3 separate regions of the Zea mays genome follow, and all the other regions are linked to region 1. A link is a contact called in public Hi-C data. All regions are on one chromosome and are shown on one strand. The core of a region is the stretch at or near the end of the contact, and the rest is flanking DNA. Distances in the headings are between cores, read along the strand shown.

Region 1 (3,569 bases), core at 907-3,406:
GGTGCTACTCCTAGCCTATCATGTATATCATCGGTTTGGACTCGATCCTTCTTTGACCACACAAATCCAATGCAATATACGCATTTTCACAACACTTATCTACTGAACATATCGTCTTTTTAAGCCAATATTCTACAGCATACAACATAACAGGTCTAATCACAATCATACCATAAATTATATATATATATATATATAATCACAGCGATCTTACTTTCTTGCATGGACCTTATAAAGGTTAAGGAGTCTGAAGTTGAAGTCAAGTCTTCAGTTAGGCAATGCATATTGTATATCAAGCATGTAGTTTCACAGCATATCACAGTACAGTGTTCTACACACTGCATTAATATCACCTAGGAAAGGAAAACAAGCAGAACACTTGTACAGGAGTATTGCAGTAACTCACGCTGAACCGGAGATTTGGCCGAAAAAAAGAGGTTAGCACAATCGCTGTATCTTTTGACATTTTCAAGGACTTAGTAATGTCTTCTCGTACGGGAATAGTTGCAGTAGCTGTCAATGCCATCAACGGAATGTCATGCTTCAAGAACTTCAATTTGCTGGAACTGAAATTTTCTCTCAACGCAGATAATCTCCTGTTGTAAGAATATAAAGCATAGAATATAATCGTTAATAGATACTAAAGAGTTGGAAGATGATGTGACAAAATAGCAAGCAAATGTTGGTTCTTGAGTGCAAATTAAATAAATCTCACTTCATTATATGTGAAAATTAAAATGGTGTTGACAAAAAAACAATGGTAAATAATAACTTGCACCTTTAACAGAGGATATCAAACACAAGAGCAGACCTATAGTCAGGTCGAAAATCGTGGCCCCATTTAGAAACACAATGGACCTCATCAATGGCAAAAAGTGCAATCCCTGGCTTTTCTGCAAGTTTCTTCAACGGTTCCATTAATCTGCAAGAAGAGACATCACCACCAAGATAGGCCCAGCAACACGTTAATAAACTTTAGAATACCACAGGCGAGAATGATTACCTTAATATTGTCTCAGGGCAAACATAAACAATCTTATACATGCCAGCCATCGCTTTACCTTCAACACGGCTATCAGGTTGCCCTGACCCAAGGAAGCATGCGGATACCCCGTGATTTGCAAGCTTCAGGCACTGATCATGCATTAGACTTATCAAGGGTGATATGACCACCACAACCTTTGTTGTTAATAGAGCTGGGATCTGAAAACAGAGGGACTTTCCTGCCAGCAGAGTTATCCATGTAAGAAAAGGAGGACGAAACTACCATCCATGTGGGGGAAAACAATAAATTAGAGAAGATAGAGAAGAGCATTACAGAAAACACACCTGATCCTGTGGCTGCTAGGACAATACAATCCCTGTGAGCAGACCAAGCATCCAAGACTTCCTTTTGGAATGCTTTGAGGCAGGAAAACCCAAAATGCTTTTGCAGAACAGCACTAATTCTGTCCATTTGGTCGGACTCCACTGTCGAGTTCTCAACCAAAGACTGAGATTGGGGACCCGGTTCGGAACAAAAATCAACAGCCACTGGCATTACCCTGGGACCACCAGGAGCCGATGAACAAGGAAACGAAATGTTCGCTTCCCGACCAGATTCCTTTCCGCCACCAGTAGCTGAGGCAACGTGGTCCGTGATGCTGGACTGCCTAAGCCTCCCCCTAGGGTTACTCAATTTCATGCCCCTGCCAGCCGGCCGTGGCTGCGCCGTAGACAAGGCGGGACGGCCTGGCACTCCCCCTCCCCGCCTCGCCTGCCCCGCTCGGGCGTCCGACCCGCCCAGCAGGACCTCAAGCACCTCTGCGCGGCGCGGGCCGACCGCGCCGACCGCCGCGCTGATGGCGTCGAACTCGAAGCCCATGTCAAGCAGCTCGGCGATGAGGCCGTCCGCGGACACGTCGCACCCGGCGGCGTCGGGCTCCATGGGGAGGGCGGGACGCTGTCCGCGCGCCCGCCTGCAGCGGTGAGGCTACGAGAAAATCAACGAGACCGCATTAAATATCCCCCGAAACTCCGATAGCATTCAGCGGCGGCAGCGCGAGAAATTGCCGGTGCAGAGACCCCCGCCCCGACCTTGCTCTGCGCGTCCTCTGCCACCCACGGCTCGTCGGAGCGGTGGCTTCTTGAGGCGGAGGGTGGGTTTCGGAATGCGAGGGCTTCCGATTCGAATCGCGGGAGGAAGCCCGTCTTTTTTACATTTTACCCTTTTTAGGTTTTATTTTTACAAATACGCATTTTTCAGTTCCATTTCAAAAAATTGGACCCTTATCTCGACGTCATCACTATTGGCGTCGAACTACAACGTGTCGACGCCAATTAATTTGGCGTGTACATTTAAGAGCTCACGCCTATGTGGATCTGATGTGGCAGCACCTCGGTGCCGTGGATATCGGCGCCGACCTAGACGCCATGGATCTCGGCGTCGACCATAAATTCATAGTACCTACTCGCGAGACCACAAATTCAGCTGGACTAGTCCTGCAAGGATGAGTGTAAATAACTCGGCTCAAACGTGCAATTCGTTATCCATAATCCAAAAACATCCTTTTATAATAAACAAGGGAATCATGCACCAATTAAATAACGGATTGCAATAGCCCTGCAACTAAAAGTGAATACAGAAACAGAAATAGTTTAACCAAGCTCATAATTCCTTGCATGTCATGCTGTTGCAAGAACACCAAGATGCATACTGTAGCTTGATATGACTGAAGATGGGATAGTGGTTTGGTGCCTGACATTAACTGCTGATCATAGCATAATATGACACCTGAGAAATATGACGTGCATCCCACGCGACAAGACGTTTGGTGCTCACAAAAACACTTCGGGGGTGTTTGGTTCTGTGGACTAAAGTTTAGCCTGGGTCACATCAAGCGTTTGACTTTCAAATAGGAGTATGAAATATAGACCCAACCAACTGTACTAGATTCGTCTCACTTTTTAATCTTCGGCTGAGAAATTAGTTTTATAATCCGACTACATTTAATACTCCGAACGGAGGTTCAAACATTCGATGTGATAGGGGCTAAATTTTAGCAGGGGCAAACCAAACACCCCCTTCAACCACTTTGTAGGAGATGTCTACGTGGCTGACCAAATAAACTAAGTATGAAGAAGAATCATTGATAAAATGACTGCTATCATCCAAAAATCAAAAACCGATGGCCGGAGTGGTATATTTATATACATGGAGGTCGACGCCGAGATCCACGGCGTCGAGGTGCTGCCACATCAGATCCACATAGGCGTCAGCTCTTAAATATACACGTCAAACTAATTGGTGCCAACATGTAGCTCGCCGCCAATAGTGATGGCGCCGAGGTGAGGGTCCATTTTTGAAATAAAACTGAAAAGGGTGTATTTGTTAAAATAAAATCCCAAAGGACTAAAATACAAAAAAGACGGGGAGGAAGCGCCGCGTCGGAGGGGATGGAGCCAGGCTACTAACATGTGGGCGCCAGGAGATAGCATCGCGGGCCTGGCCCAGCGCAATTGTTTTCCATCTTTTGACAGAGTTGCCCCCAAACTCCACCTTCTTCTGAGCAGCAAGAGGAGTTTTTTTA
Region 2 (3,538 bases), core at 524-3,023, 310 kb before region 1:
CAGTATCTCAGGAAGAATAAGAAAGGGAGATATCATAAGAAAACAGTGCTACATAGTCAGATAAAGAAATATAAATGGAGATCATGAATGTAGTTGTTAGCGGTAAGCCGGTGAGCTAGAACAAAACTAGTATTCCAATATTCAAAAATGCAACAAGAATTAAGACTTCTACAAATGGATGTGATGTAAAATACATGTATCAAAAAAGAATCTTACCTTTTCAGCACCAGTAGCATCATCGATTACACAATTTTCTCTGAGACAAACCCACATGGCATCAAGATCATCAGCATTCAGCAGCATCTCTGATTGTTTCTGTAATTGGTTTTGAAAAGATACCATAAGGCACAAGTCATGAAAAGGAAAATACCAACTAAATAAAGCTTAGCATGTCACCGGCCTTATGTTACCTTTAAAAACCTATACTTGGCCAACCTTTGAACTCTAGAGCTAATAGATCCTTCTTCAGGTTTCTGGACACATGATGGAGATTAGTATCCACAACTAAGGTGCAAGATTCTACAAAAAGGACCAAGTGTAGTTACTAAGGGAACCCAAAAGAAATTATTACCTATACTATTGCATTAATCTGTAAATTTCATCTTAAAAGTACAAATATAAAAGGACAAGAATAGTCAGCAAACTGAATTGTGCACCTTCTTGTAGAAACTTGGGATGGAACCAGCTTCAGCACTCTTCCGCTGCCGCTCCTTGAAAATCTCAAGCAATATCCTTTTAGTCTCCAGTTCTGCAAATTGTGCATATGGAACAAATCATGAACATGGTGCGAAATGTATATGTTGATTAACAAAACAACCACAGGAGTCTAGCATTTTATGTTAAGCTTGTTTCCAAAGAGAACATGCTAGTTTTTTGTATCACTTTAGTGCGCCCACGAGTAAGGAATAACGCCAAACTACTTTAATTCAATAATTGTAAAAAATTGCAAAAGAAAAAAGGTCCCAGTTCTCTGTGCAGGTGCAGTGACAGAAGTACTAGCACTCAGACTCAGCCCACCGTCCTAAGGCCAGGCCGGCGGGATCCTCTGCAGGTACATCTGTGAACGGAGCTACAGCTGGCCGGCTGACGTGTGGGGCCTGCCACGGCCTGGCCCCACACGTCAGCCGCCGGACATACCTGTATCGGAAGAGTTTCCGAGGCCAGGCATCCCCCTATCGTCAAATTATGAGTATGGGTGTGAGCTCAAACAGCAGAAACCCAAAATATATATCCTCCATAAACATCACTACCTCTTCAGAAAGCACCATTGTTCTTCCCGAATGAATCACCACCAAAATCAACAGCTGCAAATCAGTATCCAACTTTTTCAGGTGCCCCTTGTGCTGCATTACATCAACATAAATACTATGCTGCACAAACCCCATCCTCCTACTATACACATTTCAAACTGGGCGGATGTAAACCTTAGTCCTAGCACCTAAACCACCGCCTCGAAATCCAAGGCGCGCAGCTCCGACCGAGCCTAGCGCGGAAGCCGGGGGCTAGGGAGGAACAGAGGAGAGAGGCACTGACCCATGAGGGCCTCGGATCCGAGGCCGGCGCCCATGCCGACGAAGCGGCGGAGGTTGCGTACCCACGACATGGAAGAGGCAGGTGGGATCCGCCTCCCGGCGGCCGCAGACGAGGCCTCGTCGCCGCCGGCGTCCGTGCCATCGCCGGAGGCGGTGCTCATCGCCGTCGCGGTGGTGGATCGGGTGCTCAGGGCGGGCGCGTGGGGGAGCACTGAGTGAAATGGGCCCGACGCTCTCCGGTTTTGGAGTGTTGAGAACTTTACCACATATCAACATATTCTCCCTTTCCGTAAGTACAACATTAGGTACGAGAAGATGTGGAAGACTTATCTCACTTTACACAAGTCCACACACTAAAAAGAACACATGAGATACAAAATATAGTATTGGGTCTTTAGTCACTTTCTCTTCTGTATTCCATATGAGGGGTATATATTCTATATATAAAGACAGGATATCCCTAGGAGGCATATTCGGTATTTGCCCATATAACCCTTTATTAGTGTTTCTCAACACTCCCCTTTGGGTGAATAACGCGATCAACACATGCCTCATTAAAACTCTCAAAAACCTAGGGGAAAATATGGAGAAAGAACGAATGGTGACGCATATTGCATTGCACTTTATTTCTTCGTTAAAAATCTCATGTGAGAAACTTTAGGAAAACTCACTAAAGGAAAAGGAGTACAACAATTGTCATCTGGTCAGATTTTCGATCTTCTGGATTTGCATTGTGTCGAATCTTCTACGACGGCTAACTTTAAAAATGTGCTCCCCTGATCTTTGCGAAAACTATCTCAATATGACAAAACATCTTCTTCTGAAAGTATATGCACATAGAAATTTAGCAAACGGATTGCATCCTTGCAAGGATTATTTCAGAAACTTCACCTCAACTCACTTCTAGGATACACGAGGTAAGTGCACATATCAACATAAACAAGCCACTTCGACTGGTGGTGTTCGATCAAATAGATCTACATATTTGATAGAAACTTTCACAAAGGTTCACATATTGATCAAACTAACGCCTTCGGGGCATACAATATGGCATTCAGTGTCTCACAATTGTGATCAAGATTTAGCATTTGCTCCTCCTGACGATGACATCCATCAAAGTCATTATCCCTCATAACTTAAACATATTCTTCAAGAAATATGCCTCATTGTTCATCTAGAATAATGAGCATGGATGGGGCTAGGGAGCTACACCTTTCATTCTATCATACACCACAATGTATACATAGTTGTGCAAAGCAAATAACTTGTCCTTCCATGGGACTCAGGGGGATACAATAGTTGTGATGATACATATTCTAGATATGACTCATCGCTCCATACGTTCATTCATTACAACATTTTGCCGGTAACACCGAAACCTTATAGGTTTCTGCCATAGGGGCTTTAGAGGATACCGTAATTCCACAGCTAGTGGAAAATAGCATGAGTAAAACTCGTGGAATGCACATGTGCTTATTCGGTGAATTTCAAGTCCTTTGGTACCTCATCTCATTCCTTTTCGGGTCTATATAGATCTTTATCCCTTTATCGGGATTAATCAATTTTGGTGTTTAACTCAGACTTTGATTCTTCTAGAAAGTTTCCATTAGAGAACTACAATCTCAATTACGAGATATTGTCTCTACACAGGAGAATTATCATTCATCAGGAATGTATTGTCGGTATGAAATTTGTATGTTGCATATTTATAATTCAAGAATATGAGTCCTTCTAGGATCTCATGATGGATCTTCTGAATCCTTTTAACTGCATATTTTAGTTCATGCCATTTGACAGATTATATCATATAACGAAACAGTGTTATTTAACACATATGTGGGAATGGGTCTCTCACAAGACCACTTGAACCATCGCATTCACCACTCATTATTTCGATAGCGCCCATAAATGTCCGAAAGTCACGCTCGCGCCGGAAGCCGCGTCTCGCCCACGCCGGAGCCTTGTCACCGCCAGTGGTGCGCCCTCGCATCGTCAGGCCCGCGCCC
Region 3 (3,645 bases), core at 614-3,113, 400 kb before region 1:
GACAGCAGGACGGCCTGCGCGCGGCAGGAAGACGGCCTGCGCGCGGCAGCGGGCGCGCGGCAGCAAGAAGAAGGTCGGGCGCGCGCGGCAGCAGAGGTAGGTGGCGGCGGCGGCCATCAGAGAGAGAGAGGTGTACCTGCGCGGTGAGGAGAGCGGTGAGGAGAGCAGGCTGAGAACGGAGCCGCTCCCTCCCCTCAATTTTTTGGAGCGGGATGGTTCCGGATCTGGAGGGAATATTCTTCTTTTGGAGCCACTCCGTTCTAGTTTCTTTCTAACCAAACAACACCAAAACTGGGATGGAACGGTTCCGTTCTACTTCGCTCCCCAACCAAACACTACCAAGCCCCCTCAGTCCTCTTCTCCTAAATAAGACCTTAGTTATTTGTGGGAGAAAATCTCTTCTGGAGTTTATCTCCCCTTCTTCTAAACTAGCCTAAGGCCTTGTTCGTTTCTGTCGAATTGCACCCGAAATCGTTCTAGCTAATCAAAGTTTATATAAATTAGAGAAGCAATCCGGTTAGGAATCGATCCGACCCACCAATCCGGCACAAACGAACAAGGCCTAAGGGGATGTTAAAGCGATGACTTGTGGTTGTGGTGTGGAAGAGCGACGGCCCCATGCAGTCGAACTCATTAATATCATTCAATTATTAGATCTTTTAAGGGTTATAATATTATATTTTATAATTAATTAAATTATATAATTAGCTCTTATGATAGGGATTCTATAGACATTTAAAAACGTCGCAAAACCATATCAAAAGAGTTTATTTAGACGGTTTTCAATAATTCAAGGGGTAGAATACCTGATTTTATAGATGTGGGTGAAATAGAGAACCATCAATAATTTAGCGAGTTAAGTAGAATTTTTTTTCCAATATGACGGTGATGGAGCCACCGAGGTGTATAAGGATTGGGTTTAGGATTGTAGAGAAGTACTATGATGGATCCCCCTCTTTAAGAAATAGAGCTAACGTGGTCAAATACAAAGGATGGATAGGGATATTACCACTACCACTTAAACTATCTAGGAGTCTAGATGTAAACACAGATAAGCTAAGGACTAAGCACCACACTTATAAACTCACTATTTGAAATTTGATTAGGGGAGGATGAATAGACGAAACTTGAAATTCTTATGTGTAGGAGTCAAACAGCTGCTAATCTCCTAACATCTCTTTAGTTTTGTGTGCTTGTGCTTGGGTTTTCTCCTAGTCTCTTTTTCGTTTTGTTTTGTTTTATGTGTTTGTGCTTGGGCTTGGTCCTGTTTTCATGGGGTGTATCTGTATTTTAAACCTCGGCTTTCTAGGCTTTTCCTCTCTTTAATATAACAGACAAATCTCTAGCCGGTTTGTTTCAAAAAAATTTAAGGGTGTGTTTGGTTGAGGAGTGAGGGAGAATAGAGTGGATCCATTCCAATTTTTTGGATGTTTGATTTCTAACAAAATAAGAGCGAAGTGGCTCCTGAATTTCATATGGAAATTTATCATAAATAGTTAGAACACTCTCGCTCCACAAAAATGACCGGATGCGAGCGTTCTCCCCCTCTCCTCTCATCTACAGTCATACGGCTCTCCAACCAAATAAAAAATAAAGTGGCTTCACTCTAATTTACTATTCAACCAAATAAAAATAAAACGACTCCGTTGTTTTTGCCAAACACAGTATAAAATAATCCATAAACCACTCTATTATATTAGACTATTCAACTAAACATAAACACAGTAAATATGATGATACCCCTCTCAATAAAACTGGTTTATTAAATGCGGAGAGACGTGTGGAAACCCTTTGCCAACCATGAGCATTTCTACACAAAAAGGAAGCCAAAAAAAACCCAAAAATAGGAGAAAAACCATCCCACTCCAATCTTCGAAGGGTCGAACTAGGCCCGTCAGAGAATCAGAGCTCTGAGGCTGCTCACATCAGGCCACCACCAACCCCTCACGTCGGCGGTGGCGTCGTCGGCGAAGGCAGAGATGGCGTCCGTGGCCGCGGCGGAGGTCGCGGCGGCGGCGCTCCGGTCGGTGCTGTCGCGCGCGCAGCAGGCGGCGGCGCGGGCGGGGCGCGCGCCGGGGTCCGTGCGCGTGGTGGCGGTGAGCAAGACCAAGCCGGTGCCTGTCATCCGGGGCGTCTACGACGCGGGCCACCGCTGCTTCGGCGAGAACTACGTCCAGGAGCTCATCGACAAGGCGCCTCAGGTTGGGTTGAATTGGTCACCCGCTTTCTGACTCCAATAGAATCTTGCTTTTGGTTCCTCCGCCGTGCAAATTGATTATCTGATAGAACATTAAAACTAGAGACAGCATCTCGTTAAATTAAGTATCCAAATTCCCGTGATCAATATCTTGAGAGTGACGAGCTTTGATTTTTGGGAACGTATCTCGTGCTCACGCTATGTCGGTGCTCATGTGAGCACTTTAAATCCTGACTGTTCCTATTTAATCCAACGATTAATGCCTTTTATTCACTTAAGCCCTCCCACCTCAGGTTCTTTTCTTAATTATTCTGTCCTTTTCCCTAATCCAACTGGCCCCGCGATTGGCCCCGTGATTGACGCATGCAAATACACATAGTATGATTGACGCATGCAAATACAAATAGATTGTACCACAGTTTTCAAGCCACTATAATAACGCACACAAATACACCCAGACTAGGTACTTTTTCTTTTGCGTGGCTTAGATAGTTCTTTAGATTTCTTGATTCTTTTACTCCTTCCCTTCGAGCGGACATCATTTGGTGGATGTATATATACTTCTTTCGGAATTTCGCAACCGATGAAACCTTCATACTCTTGTTGGCTAGTCTGCACCATAGTAGGTACAATCTGAGAAAGAGAAGCTTCTATGTTCATCATGCTTGCGAAAGGGCCTCTAGCTGAGTTGGTTAGGTGGTCTGAGTAGCACTCCTCAGGTCCTGGGTTCGACTCCCCGTGGGAGCGAATTTCAGGCTGTGGTTAAAAAAATCCCCTCGTCTGTCCCACGCCAAAGCACAGGTCTAAGGCTCAGCCCCGGTCGTGGTCGTTCTCACATGGGCTTCGATGCCGCTGTGTATGGGTGGGGCAGGGGTTCGGGGGTTTTCTTGACCTGTGTGAGAAGGTCTTCTTCTTAATACAATACCCGGGGGCTGTCTTACCCCCCGCAGGTCAAGTTTTTTTATGTTCATCATGCTTGACACCAAAAAAATCATGCCTTCTTTTGAACTCTTTGCTTGTTGAATCATGTCTTCTACCTTGTTGCGCACAGTTGCTACCTTTTTTCTTCTATCCACTTCATCAGCATCTAATGACTTCTCGTCCAATAAGTTACCTTCCTCATCATACACACTCTCTCTAAAGTAACAAAAAGAATATTATCAGGTAAATGATGTACACATAGTATGATAAAAGATAGATATTTTTACCTCTTGCATCTTGTTTCAAACCTCTTTAAGAAGTAAGGCAAAGGTAGTTCATTAAGCTTTTCACATCTCAATGTTAAAATGACATGGCGACATGGAATTCCCATCTCCTCGAATAACATGCATGAGCAATTCCCAAATGTATTGGAGGTGTACCAGCGAACCACTCTATCCTTCAAAGATCCATCGTTAATAACCACCATCTTCATACTCTCAAACTGTGTGATGTTTATAATGGAACAG

The links. A called contact is a pair of places that touch in the nucleus more often than the background predicts.
Region 2: a Hi-C map of endosperm shows a contact between it and region 1, with 2.1 times the contacts expected there. The contact joins the promoter of LOC100282304 here to the promoter of LOC100382628 in region 1. A contact is called at or near these places in 6 of 25 Hi-C or Micro-C datasets (ear, endosperm, leaf and 1 more).
Region 3: a Hi-C map of endosperm shows a contact between it and region 1, with 2.6 times the contacts expected there. The contact joins the promoter of LOC100191932 here to the promoter of LOC100382628 in region 1. A contact is called at or near these places in 6 of 25 Hi-C or Micro-C datasets (bundle sheath, ear, endosperm and 3 more).

The regions. Positions count from the first base shown.
Region 1 is chr8:130,897,034-130,900,602 of Zm-B73-REFERENCE-NAM-5.0, forward strand. It overlaps LOC100382628, which reads right to left and starts at 2,157. Exons shown (of 16, transcript NM_001358392.1): 1 at 2,077-2,157; 2 at 1,330-1,972; 3 at 1,004-1,223; 4 at 812-922; 5 at 407-596. The coding sequence starts at 1,927.
Region 2 is chr8:130,584,627-130,588,164 of Zm-B73-REFERENCE-NAM-5.0, forward strand. LOC100282304 reads right to left here and starts at 1,774. Exons shown (of 12, transcript NM_001155216.1): 1 at 1,534-1,774; 2 at 657-748; 3 at 411-473; 4 at 217-315. The coding sequence starts at 1,693.
Region 3 is chr8:130,497,851-130,501,495 of Zm-B73-REFERENCE-NAM-5.0, forward strand. It overlaps LOC100191932, which reads left to right and starts at 1,864. Exons shown (of 7, transcript NM_001137356.1): 1 at 1,864-2,201. The coding sequence starts at 1,980.